Linked DNA regions of Sus scrofa: regions 2 and 3 are each linked to region 1. A link is a contact called in public HiChIP or PLAC-seq data. All regions are on one chromosome and are shown on one strand. The core of a region is the stretch at or near the end of the contact, and the rest is flanking DNA. Distances in the headings are between cores, read along the strand shown.

Region 1 (3,332 bases), core at 289-2,788:
GTTTCTTGCTTTAAATAAACCTGCTCTCGGCAGCCAACTGTTCATCCAGGAAGTGCCGTGAAGCCCTGGTACCCTGAAGAAGTTTACTCAACCAGAACGGAATGGAGCCGGGTGCAACTCTGCTATTTAATTTCGAGAACCCAGGAGAGCCACAGAGGACTCCTCCGACCCCCAAATAATTATAAACAACCACACGCAGCTAACTCTGAAACAGACTTCGACTCCATCAACAGTGATCAGTCCCATTTCCAAGCCACAGGGGCTTCTCTTCTTAAAGATGTTTTTAAAGTTTGTTTGACTTTCTTTTACTAATAAAATGACTTTAATTAGAATTCACCGCTGAACCTTAGTTTTGCGAGAAAGTGTCTGACACACCAAATTCTTTCTCCTAATTACTATGAAAGACAGAGCTTTGTTCAGGAGACAAAGCAACGGGCTGAGGATTTTGAGACAATTAATTCTAACCCAGGCTTTGCTACCAACTCTCACTCCATCTCAGTTCCTTTGACAATTAAGCATGAATCGACACCATGGTTTATGAACTTGTAAGTTACACAAAATGTGAAATGATCTGGTGACTGTTGCTAGTGAACAATTCCACATAACCTAATACTTAGGAGCCACAGCTCAGCTGTGTCTTACAAAATCTGGTTTGGGTTTCAAAGATATTTCTCTGCATTATTCGTCTTATTCTTTGGATTTTGTACCAAGATGGTTTCTTTACGTGCAGAGAGAGGATTGCTGACAGGCTCTAATGTTTTTGGAAAGTTTAGATGATTTAGCCCTTAATAAATAAAGATTAGCAAGAATTTATAATTTATAAGTCTCATAAGAATACTTTAAGGCACATTAAAGCAGAAAGATGATATGAGAGCCAAATTCTGCTTTCGCCTCAAAATTACCATTATGATTGTAGGAGGATGTGCAAAGATTAAGAAAGAACATCTTTCAACCTCTGTATTATTTTCAATGTAGCAACAACCTAGTATTTTGTTGTTGTTTTTGTCCAGAAGGAGTAGGAAAAAAAGTCAGTTTTATGTGTTTGAATTAATCCAACCTCATTATTCTTCAACATTGACTCGAGAGGCTGGTCACACGCCCTCGACGTGGCCAGCAGAGGGCAGTATATAACAGCAGAAACCGTGTGTTGAAAGGTAAATCCTCTTACTTCTACAGACCAAAAGAAATAACATACAAATACAGTTTCCATGAAGTGATTTCTAACCAAAGAAACAAACATTCTGGCATCAAAATAGATTTTAAAGTGCAGTCGGAAGTCGTGAAGGCTCCTGGAAAGACCCCTGTGTTTTCGCTGCGACCCCAGCAGCACACGGTCCTCGCTCCATTTTGTCTCCAAAGCCAAAAACCCTCACTTCTTTGTTTCAGCGTTTTGTTGAATTTAGAGTCGACCCCACTGCACAGGGAAAACGTCCAGGGCTGTGTTCGGAAGCGAACCCAGAGCGCCTTCAACGAGCCAGGGCGGAGCCTCCGGCAGCCTGGCAGCTCCGTCTGCGCGCGGAGCTGAGGTTGGGCCTCCACGTGGCCCCTGCAGGAGGGCACCCTCCTCTTCTCTCTCCACTTTCCTCCTCCTCCACGTCCTGGGTTCTCCCAGCTCCATCCCTGGACCCGGAACCGAGCCCCATCCGAGTGGCCGGGGAGGATTCCAAGGAAAGCCCCACCCCACCCAAAAAGGCGTCTCCAGTTTGGTGCTGTGAGTCTTCTCCGTCCTTTAATAGAGTGGTTGGAAGTAAAAATAGCACGCTTTCATTTCCATCGCAGGCGTTGGCCCTGCTGCCTCCTCCTTCCCTGGGGCCAAGGCCAGGTTCTCAGGGCTCCCCTCCTACACCCCGCGCCACCCTTCCTCTCACCTCTCCTCACCCCCACCGCCACCCCCGACTCCGTTCCCCCTCCCAGCCTTAGACCATGGCATTGAATTCCTAATGGCTGGAGCCTCCTGGGCACCAGTGTTTCCTCTGTTCTTCTGCGACCTACCCCAGCGACCCTCCCCAACCAGGCTGCCTACTCCCCTATTCATACGTCTGGCCTGGCTATTGCTCACTTTTTGTTTTTGCTTTTCCTTAGGAAAGTAAAAAGTACAGGACAAAGACAAAGGCTGGCTATTAAAATGATAACAATAAGAAAGATGAACACCGCGGGCGACTCTGAGCCGAAACCAAAGTCAGCATAGGGGTCACATGAGCCCCAGAATTCCAGTCAGCCAGCCTCACCAGCCTGAGTAAGACCTGGGTAATTTGAGGAATGAGTGGGCTCCCTTTTTAAAATTCATTGTCTTATAAAAAGGGGGGGAAAAAAACCTCTTAGTTCCTAAGCAGCTGCATCACTCGCCAAAACTGACATGAACTTAAGTGTTTAACACAAAGGTGTTTCCTTTCCTCTCAAGACAATTTATCACCTTTCGCTTCAAATATGGAACGTGAATTTGCTGGGCGGCATGAAATATGCCCCATACCTCCAAATATTTCAAATTAGAAAAGAAAAGAATAAATATGAGATTTCATAGTTTTCAAAGACATGATGTGTTGCCTTCCAGGTTATTCACATTTAATTTTATAGGAAAGGATATTTTTAAAAGCTCAGTAAGGGTTGTATGCTTTCCAAGGGGAACGTGCAATTTCTACATTTTCCTACATCCCGGGGTCCGCTGCACACCTTGGCTGAACCTGACTCCGTCTTAGCAGAAAGGCTGTCCTCTAGAAAGGGAGATCTCACAGCTGGCCCCAGGAACAAACCCAGCCTCTGAAAGAAACTCCTCTGTGGACGGCGGCATTTCTTCTCTCTTCTCCACAGTGAAGAGCCTTAAATCCACACTTCCCTGGAGTCCAAACCATATATATGATTTTGAAAATCAGTATGTAACTATCAACATTTTCTACTCTGGTCAAAATTCTGAGGGATGGTTAATTTTTTAAGAAACTTCGGCCCTCTGATTATTTGTATCCATCTCAGTGAAAACGTGGTGACTGTCAATGTTGAGTCTGAGATGTACGGGCAGGGCTGGCGAAAGGCGCCTGGCGCGCACTCAGAGAACTGACCCTAAGGCCAACCTCTGAGCAGAGCCCATCAACAGAATCTCTGGCAAGCCTTCATCCTTCATTTTCAAAACATCTGGTGATGGAGAAGCACTACCTTGAAAGAAGGTTCATTCCATTTTCAGGTCGTATAATGGAGCGACAATTCATCCTTAAATTAAGCCCCACTTTGCTCATAATTTCTATTCATCCATCTTAATTCTGACTTTGGGGCACACATGGGGGAAAGAAAAATCTAAGTATTCTTCTGCAGTCATATTTAAGTGAAGTTCTCAAGTTTCT
Region 2 (3,332 bases), core at 414-2,913, 250 kb after region 1:
ATTGTTCTTTATTTCAATGGCTTGTCTGCATGTACGGAGGGACTTTGGGTTTCCGTCATGGAGTGGTTCTTTCCTCCATTTCTCTCCGGTCCCTACCAGAACAATGTGCTGCGAGGTGACAAACACGGTCAAGGTCACAGGGCAGGAGTTCTCCGGCTCCTGCTGCTGTGAAACTCTCAGATGGATCGTTTATAAACCACCAAGAACAAAAGCTTTCTTAAGAAAATCTTATCTTTGTTCTACAAAAAGTAATTGATGAAAGTGGGGGGTAAAGGGTATTTTCATTTCTGCCACGCGGTCTGGTGGAGATGGAGGCCACCCAGATTCCAGCTCATCTGTATAGAGTTCAGCTTAGGGTCCTGAAGGATAAGATAGAAGGCCGTGCTGACTTAAGCTTCGAAGAAAGACTCTCCTTCCAAGACTGACTGATAATCAATCAAAGTGCCCTAAAAGGTCATGGTCCGTCCACTGCAGAGATCAGACCAGCTCCTGCTGCGGAAGCCCCGCCCTGCGCGCCTCCAGCGGAAGGGCAGCTCCCCGCAGGGGTGCGAAGTCGAGGCACTTGCTGGGCTGGAATCTGCTCCCTCAGTGCCTCTAGACGAGTCCCTTAACCTCTCCGTGCGGCAGTTTATCTCTGCAATGGATACTCCCTCGTAAGGCTGTGAGGAGGATTTAATGAGTTAACACACAGGTAAAATAAAGAATAAAAATCCGTCAGCCCTTGGCCTGCACCACTGACATTTTGGAGAGAGAAATTTTCATAAAGCCTAGTGAAATAGAAATTTTAAAAAGTGGTGACCAAGGACAGACGCTGGGAAAGCCCTATTCACACCTCTTTCCACCTTCTAGGACGCTGCCCAGTCTCTGTCCCCACTTCTCATTCTGTCTTTTAGTTACCTGGGGGCGAGAAAATGGACCCCTCCCCCTACAGCCCTCTGTCCCCACCTCTTCCCAGTGGCTCAGAGTTAGGCTTTCAGAGGTTTAACAATGGAAAGAGAGAAGGATGACAATGCGCTGATTCTCATGACATCTGCCTATTATGAGCGTTTGACTTCAGCTCAAGGTAAGTGAATCATTTCAGATCGCGTGACACAGAGTAAAATGTTTAGCCGCAGAAGAGCCTCTCCAGCCTTCTTCCTATCATACAGGCTCAGCCCCCTCCTAAGACTATTACCAGCCTCAGAAGTGCAGGCATCACCCTAGAATTACAGTTTTCTTAAAGTAACCATATAGATTCCACTCAAGACAGCAGTCGAGGTGACCAGTTGGTCTTACAGAACCAACTTACATTGCAATTCAGATATAAATGTTCAGATAAGAGCATTTTTTATTTTTTATCGATTTTATTTTTACGTGTAATAAAGAATCACACCTAAAAGTCTTGATTATATAAGTTACAAATTTTGGTTTACATGGTTGTGATTTTTTTGTGTGTAATCAGACAGGAAAGAAAAAAAAAAACCTCACACAAGGTCTGACGGGACCGTCGGTTGTGGTGAAAATAAAAGCTGGATCTCCGCTGAGGGATCGATGCTCGGCTTTCTCCGGTTTTAATGTCTTTTCCGTCTGCCTTGGAGCCGGCGCGGGAGGTGCGGGACCCGTGTTCCCACGGGTGATGGACGGCGCCCGCCGCTAGGGGGAGCCAAGCGAAGGCGCGGCCAGTCTGCGAAGGAGGTGGTGGGTGGGTGCAGGAAGGCGGTGCCCAGATAAAGGGGCAAAGAGGCGGCCCCCGGAGGGGAGGAGCTCCGGGTGCATCTGGGGCGTTTAGGAAACCAGCCACCCGTGTCTTTGGCTTGATGATCAGGTGCCCGGTACATAAGCAAAGGCCGAGGGGCTGGCTGCCAAAGCAAGGCGCCCTGGGCCTTGCGTTTCTCTCCCACTTTCATCTGCGCCCACCGGCGACAAGTGCAGGGAAATGAAGTCGGAGATTCTTGATGAGAACCGGGATTTTCGAGGAATTATCAGCCGTGACGTGGAACCCGTTGATAATGGGCTTGGTTTCATTTAGCCATTGTTTAGTTTTCCTTCCAAAACCTCAGGGAGGTGGAATTGGGGGAGGGGCGGCTCCTGGGCAGGCAGGGGACAACGGTTAAGGGTGGAGGCTGCAAATCTAACCCCGGTGACAGGCTCAGTAGGAAAGAGCACTGCACCTGTTTTCTTTTCTTTCTTTTTTTAAAATAATCTCTCTTCCCCAAGTCATGTCCTAGTCAGCATTTCCCAAAAATCATGGCCAAGAGGGCCGTTGAAAGGGATTGTTAATTGTCTGGGTCTAGTCACTGATAAGAATAAACCTGCTGAGGCCAGCTGGGCTTTTGTCGCTGTCAGCCATAAGGGACATTGTTCCAGCACAGGGGGGACTGGGAGGATAAGGGAAGGAAGGCGGGGGAGAAGGGGAACCCAGGTGGCCCCTTGGCCCTCCAGGAAGGGTTACCCCCAACTGACCGAGTGCAAGGGGCAGGAGGAAGCTGTCAGTCCTCGCCAGGGGGCCAGAGCTTGTCTCCACCAGAGCCTTTTGTGCCACACTAGAGTCTGCCCCCTGCCCAGAAGACAACGTGAGACCTTTGCTGATCCTGCCACACTCGGCCACAGTATTCTAAATCTTGGGGGTTTTGTTTTTTACTTTTGTCTTTTTAGGGCCATACCCAGGGCATATGGAGGTTCCCAGGCTAGTGGTGGAATCTAAGCTGTAGCTGCCAGCCTACACCACAGCCACAGCAACGCCAGATCGGAGCCGCATCTTCGACCTACACCACAGCTCACAGCAACCCTGGATCCTTAACCTGCTGAGCGGGCCCAGGGATCGAACCCACATCCTCATGGATACTAGTCAGATTCATTTCTGCTGAGCCACGACGGGAACTCCTTATTCTAATTCTTGGCACAGCATTTATCACTCTCTAATACTGATTTACCCATCAGCTCATTCAGTCATTTCTTTAGTTTCCTGTGTCTCCTACTAAAATGTAAACGCCACTGAAAGCAGAGACTTTTTCTTGCTTTTGTTTTCTTTTTCTTTTTAGGTCTGCACCCGCAGCATATGGAAGTTCCCAGGTTGGAGGTTGAATTGGAGCTGCAGCTGCCGGCCTGCACCACAGCAACGGCAAGCTGGGATCCCTAACCCACTGAGTGAGGCCAGGATCTTTGTGGGTACTGGTCAAGTTCATAACCCTCTGAGCCACAACGGGAACTCCAAGCAGAGACTTTTTCTGCGTCACTCACCATGACTGGCCCAGAATGTGATGTGGGCAGGCCGTGGCAAGCGTCCAGCAACTGTTCCTATGTGAATAACAATCTGTGATTGAGGAAGTGTCCCCAGCAGCAGTGGCGAGGCG
Region 3 (3,332 bases), core at 384-2,883, 170 kb after region 1:
ATTCAATCATCCATTACTGCTTACTGTTTCTTTTCTCCTCTCTGCTTCCCACTCCACCCTCTTTCTTTTCTTTTCTTTTTTTTTTTTTCTTTTCAGGGCCTCACCCCCAGCATATGGAAGTTCCCGGGCTAGGGGTCGAATCAGCTGCCAGCCTACACCACAGCCATGAGCCACATCTGCAACCTACACCGCAACTTGAGGCAACACCAGATCCTTGACACACTGAGGGAGGCCAGGGATCAAACCCACATCATCACAGAGACGACGTTGGGCCCTTAACCCACTGAGCCACCACGGAAACTCACCCATCCTCTTTCTTCTATGTGTAAGAAGTGGTGGGCTAGGGAAAGAAATAATGGAAGAGGAATGGCTAAACCAGGAACTAAAGTGAGAAAAGCTTGCAGGCCTAGAAAGCTGCATCCACATAAATGAAGTAAAATGCGGTATGTCTGGTACGCAGGGTTGCTCATGCAGCTATGTCTAGTGTAAGTACAGACCTGCCCTCTGAGATTTTAAATCTGCCTGAAAAAAAGGGATATTTATGATAAATTTGCTTATGCTGATGATATGCACCTACAAGTTGTACTTCTCAGTCAAATATGTACACAATTATTAAAGACGTTAAAAAAACAGGAGACACTGAGTGACCAACCAAAATGAGACCTCCCAGTAACACAGGAGATGGTTTCACACCAGATGTCCGTCATTCCCGTGCAGAACAGTGTGCTGTGTTTCTGACTGCATCTGTCTGGTTTCACAGTTCATCAACAAGACAGTCCAAGAGGAGACGGCACTGTTACTGCTTATTGCACTTATCATCTAGGCCGCTGCAGCAGACACATATCTATCCCAGCATAAAGAGCACACAGTTTGGGTACCTTGGAAATCAGTCATCCGTCTTACATGCTGATGAATGTCTCTTCACATCACTGGGTAAATTTACATTGTCTCCAGTGAGGGGGAGCAGAGAGCACACAGACACCTGAGACAAAACTGTGCCTTTGGAATGGGGAAAAGGCGCGGAGGACCGGCCTGTGAGCATCCCTCACCCACCATTGGAGGATACAGGCTAGTGAACGTGCCAAGGCCTGGGAAACATCTGGTACAAGATCTGATGCTGGCCACGAATGGTTGGGAAATAGTGTTGACGGCAAGCATGCCTAGTTTCTTTGTTTGTTTGTTTTTTCGTTTTTTGTCTTTTTAGGGCCACACCCGAGGCACTTGGAAGTTCCCAGGCTAGGGGTTGAATCGGACGTGCAGCTGCCAGTTTATGCTGCAGCCACAGCCACGTGGGATCTGAGCTGCATCTCAGCTGGATCCCTGACCCACTGATTGAGGCCAGGGATCAAACCCGCGTCCTCATGGACACTAGACAGGTTCATTACCACTGAGCCACAACAGGAACTTCAAGTCTAGATCCTAAGGGAGAGATTATCTTGCTTCTGTTTGGAATATGTGGAGGTTTTTTTGTTTATTGTTTTTGGTGTGTGTGTGTGTGTGTGTGCGCGCTATTAGTGGCAGTGGTATTTTTTTAGAGAAGGGATGCCTGGAAAGTGAACTTACAAGGACGGGGTGAGCCACAAGCTAATCATCTGTCGTCTGCCTCGGGTCCTAGGAGCTCCTCTGTGTGTCTGGGAGTCCTTGAGAAGGTCACAGGAAATGGCCTGCTGGGCGTAACTTCAGAGGGCTGGTGGACAGTGAGCTGCATTTCTTTTCCCATCAGTGTCTAAATTTGTCTCCATTGTTTCTTTTTTCTCTCTCCTGCTAAAATGGGACTTGGGCCCAGCGAGGGACAACAATATCTTGACAGAGAACCCTGCGCATCGAAGACAGGGTCATCTGCATTGTCCGAACGCCATGTGCAACAGAGATTACACCGCAGAAAACAAAAGAACTACGTAATAGAAACGGCCCCAGCCAGTAAACAAGAGAAACGTGACCCACTGGAGCAGGCACCTTCCTGCTGCGGTTGGAGTCGGTGAAAAATAATTGTTCCTCTCCCACCCCACCCCCATCACTAGCTTATGGCCAAGACAAAGGGGATCCTCAGGTTTCCCTGAGGCTCCAGCTCCGCTTTGGGAAAGGGTTAAGGACTTTCAGAATCTGCATGGGTGGAAATTCAATCCACACAGTCTCCTTGCACTGAACGGTACCCCAGTGGTCTCTAAGTATTAATGCCAACTTACAGTAGATCTATTATGACTGAGAGACACCTGACTCAACATGTAACAAAGGACAGTGTGGTCCATTTTTTTTTTTTTTTTTGCTTTTTAGGGCCACACCCATGGCATATGGAGGTTCCCAGGCTAGCGGTCGAATCAGAGCTGCAGCTGCCGGCCTACACCACAGCTCACAGAAACATCAGATCCTTAACCCACTGAGCGAGGCCAAGGATTGAACCCGCAACCTCATGCTTCCTAGTCGTATTTGTTTCCACTGTGCCATGATGGGAAACCCCAAATATTTTTTATTTATAAGGGATATTAGACTTAGTATTCAATGGCACATAAGTCAGTGACCCAGGTGATACATTCATTGTTGTTCAATAGAGCAAATGGCTTTTCATTCATTCAGTGAACATTTCTCTCTGCCAGGCTTTTAATTCAGCAGTAGGCTTAAATTCTAGAGCTAAATCTCTCAGCACCCTTGCAAATCTGAACACAGATGATTTTTAAAATCCCATATCTGGAGTTCCCACTCTGGTGCAGTGGGTTAAGAATCTGATGGCAGTGGCTCAGGTTGCTGTGGAGGTGAGGGTTCAATCCCTGGCCTGAAGCAGTGGGTTAAATCTGCAGCTGTGAGGAAGTTTGCAGCTATGGCTTGGATTCAATCCATGTCCCAGGAACTTTCCTGTGCCATGGGTGGGGCCATAAAAATTAAGAAAATAGGGAGTTCCTGTTGTGGTGCGGTGGTTAACGAATCTGACTAGGAACCATGAGGTTGCGGGTTCGATCCCTGGCCTTGCTCAGTGGGTTAAGGATCCGGTGTTGCTGTGAGCTGTGGTGTAGGTTGCAGATGCGGCTCGGATCCTGCGTTGCTGTGGCTCTGGTGTAGGCTGGCAGCTACAGCTCCGATTAGACCCCTAGCCTGGGAACCTCCACGTGCCGCAGGAGCAGCCCTAGAAAAGGCAAAAAGACAAAAAATAAAATAAAATAAGAAAATAAAAACAAATCTCATATCTAAGAACATGATAGTCATAAAAGTTAAAGTGTTTAGTATTTTCTTTGAGTTTATAGCATATATATCTAGATAGCTAGATACAGATAGAGAGAGCAAGATAGAGAGAGAAAGAAAGATACATAGATAGATAGATAGATAGATAGATAGATAGA

Evidence for each region. HiChIP or PLAC-seq counts read pairs in DNA pulled down with a chosen protein or histone mark.
Region 2: an H3K27ac HiChIP or PLAC-seq map of skeletal muscle shows a contact between it and region 1, with 11 times the contacts expected there. The contact joins two enhancer-like sites. A contact is called at or near these places in 8 of 47 Hi-C or Micro-C datasets (alveolar macrophages, embryonic fibroblasts, fetal heart ventricle and 5 more) and 1 of 2 datasets of contacts at active chromatin or transcription factors (skeletal muscle).
Region 3: a contact with region 1 is called in an H3K27ac HiChIP or PLAC-seq map of skeletal muscle, with 7 times the contacts expected there. The contact joins two enhancer-like sites. A contact is called at or near these places in 1 of 47 Hi-C or Micro-C datasets (heart right ventricle) and 1 of 2 datasets of contacts at active chromatin or transcription factors (skeletal muscle).

The regions. Positions count from the first base shown.
Region 1 is chr11:74,544,602-74,547,933 of Sscrofa11.1, reverse strand. No RefSeq gene overlaps it. Among named protein-coding and RNA genes, the nearest start is that of ARGLU1, 280 kb to the right of the region's middle. Within about 2 kb of position 1,538, at least 33 of the 83 cell types and tissues checked have an H3K27ac peak or open chromatin away from gene starts, as enhancers often do. A contact at or near this core is called in skeletal muscle, where this site is marked.
Region 2 is chr11:74,293,987-74,297,318 of Sscrofa11.1, reverse strand. It overlaps LOC110255853 (a long non-coding RNA gene), which reads right to left. Exons shown (of 5, transcript XR_002336751.1): 4 at 3,220-3,332; 5 at 1,944-2,067. Among named protein-coding and RNA genes, the nearest start is that of ARGLU1, 28 kb to the right of the region's middle. Within about 2 kb of position 1,663, at least 32 of the 83 cell types and tissues checked have an H3K27ac peak or open chromatin away from gene starts, as enhancers often do. A contact at or near this core is called in skeletal muscle, where this site is marked.
Region 3 is chr11:74,378,717-74,382,048 of Sscrofa11.1, reverse strand. The region is part of intron 2 of LOC110255854 (a long non-coding RNA gene); the gene reads right to left. Among named protein-coding and RNA genes, the nearest start is that of ARGLU1, 110 kb to the right of the region's middle. Within about 2 kb of position 1,633, at least 2 of the 83 cell types and tissues checked have an H3K27ac peak or open chromatin away from gene starts, as enhancers often do. A contact at or near this core is called in skeletal muscle, where this site is marked.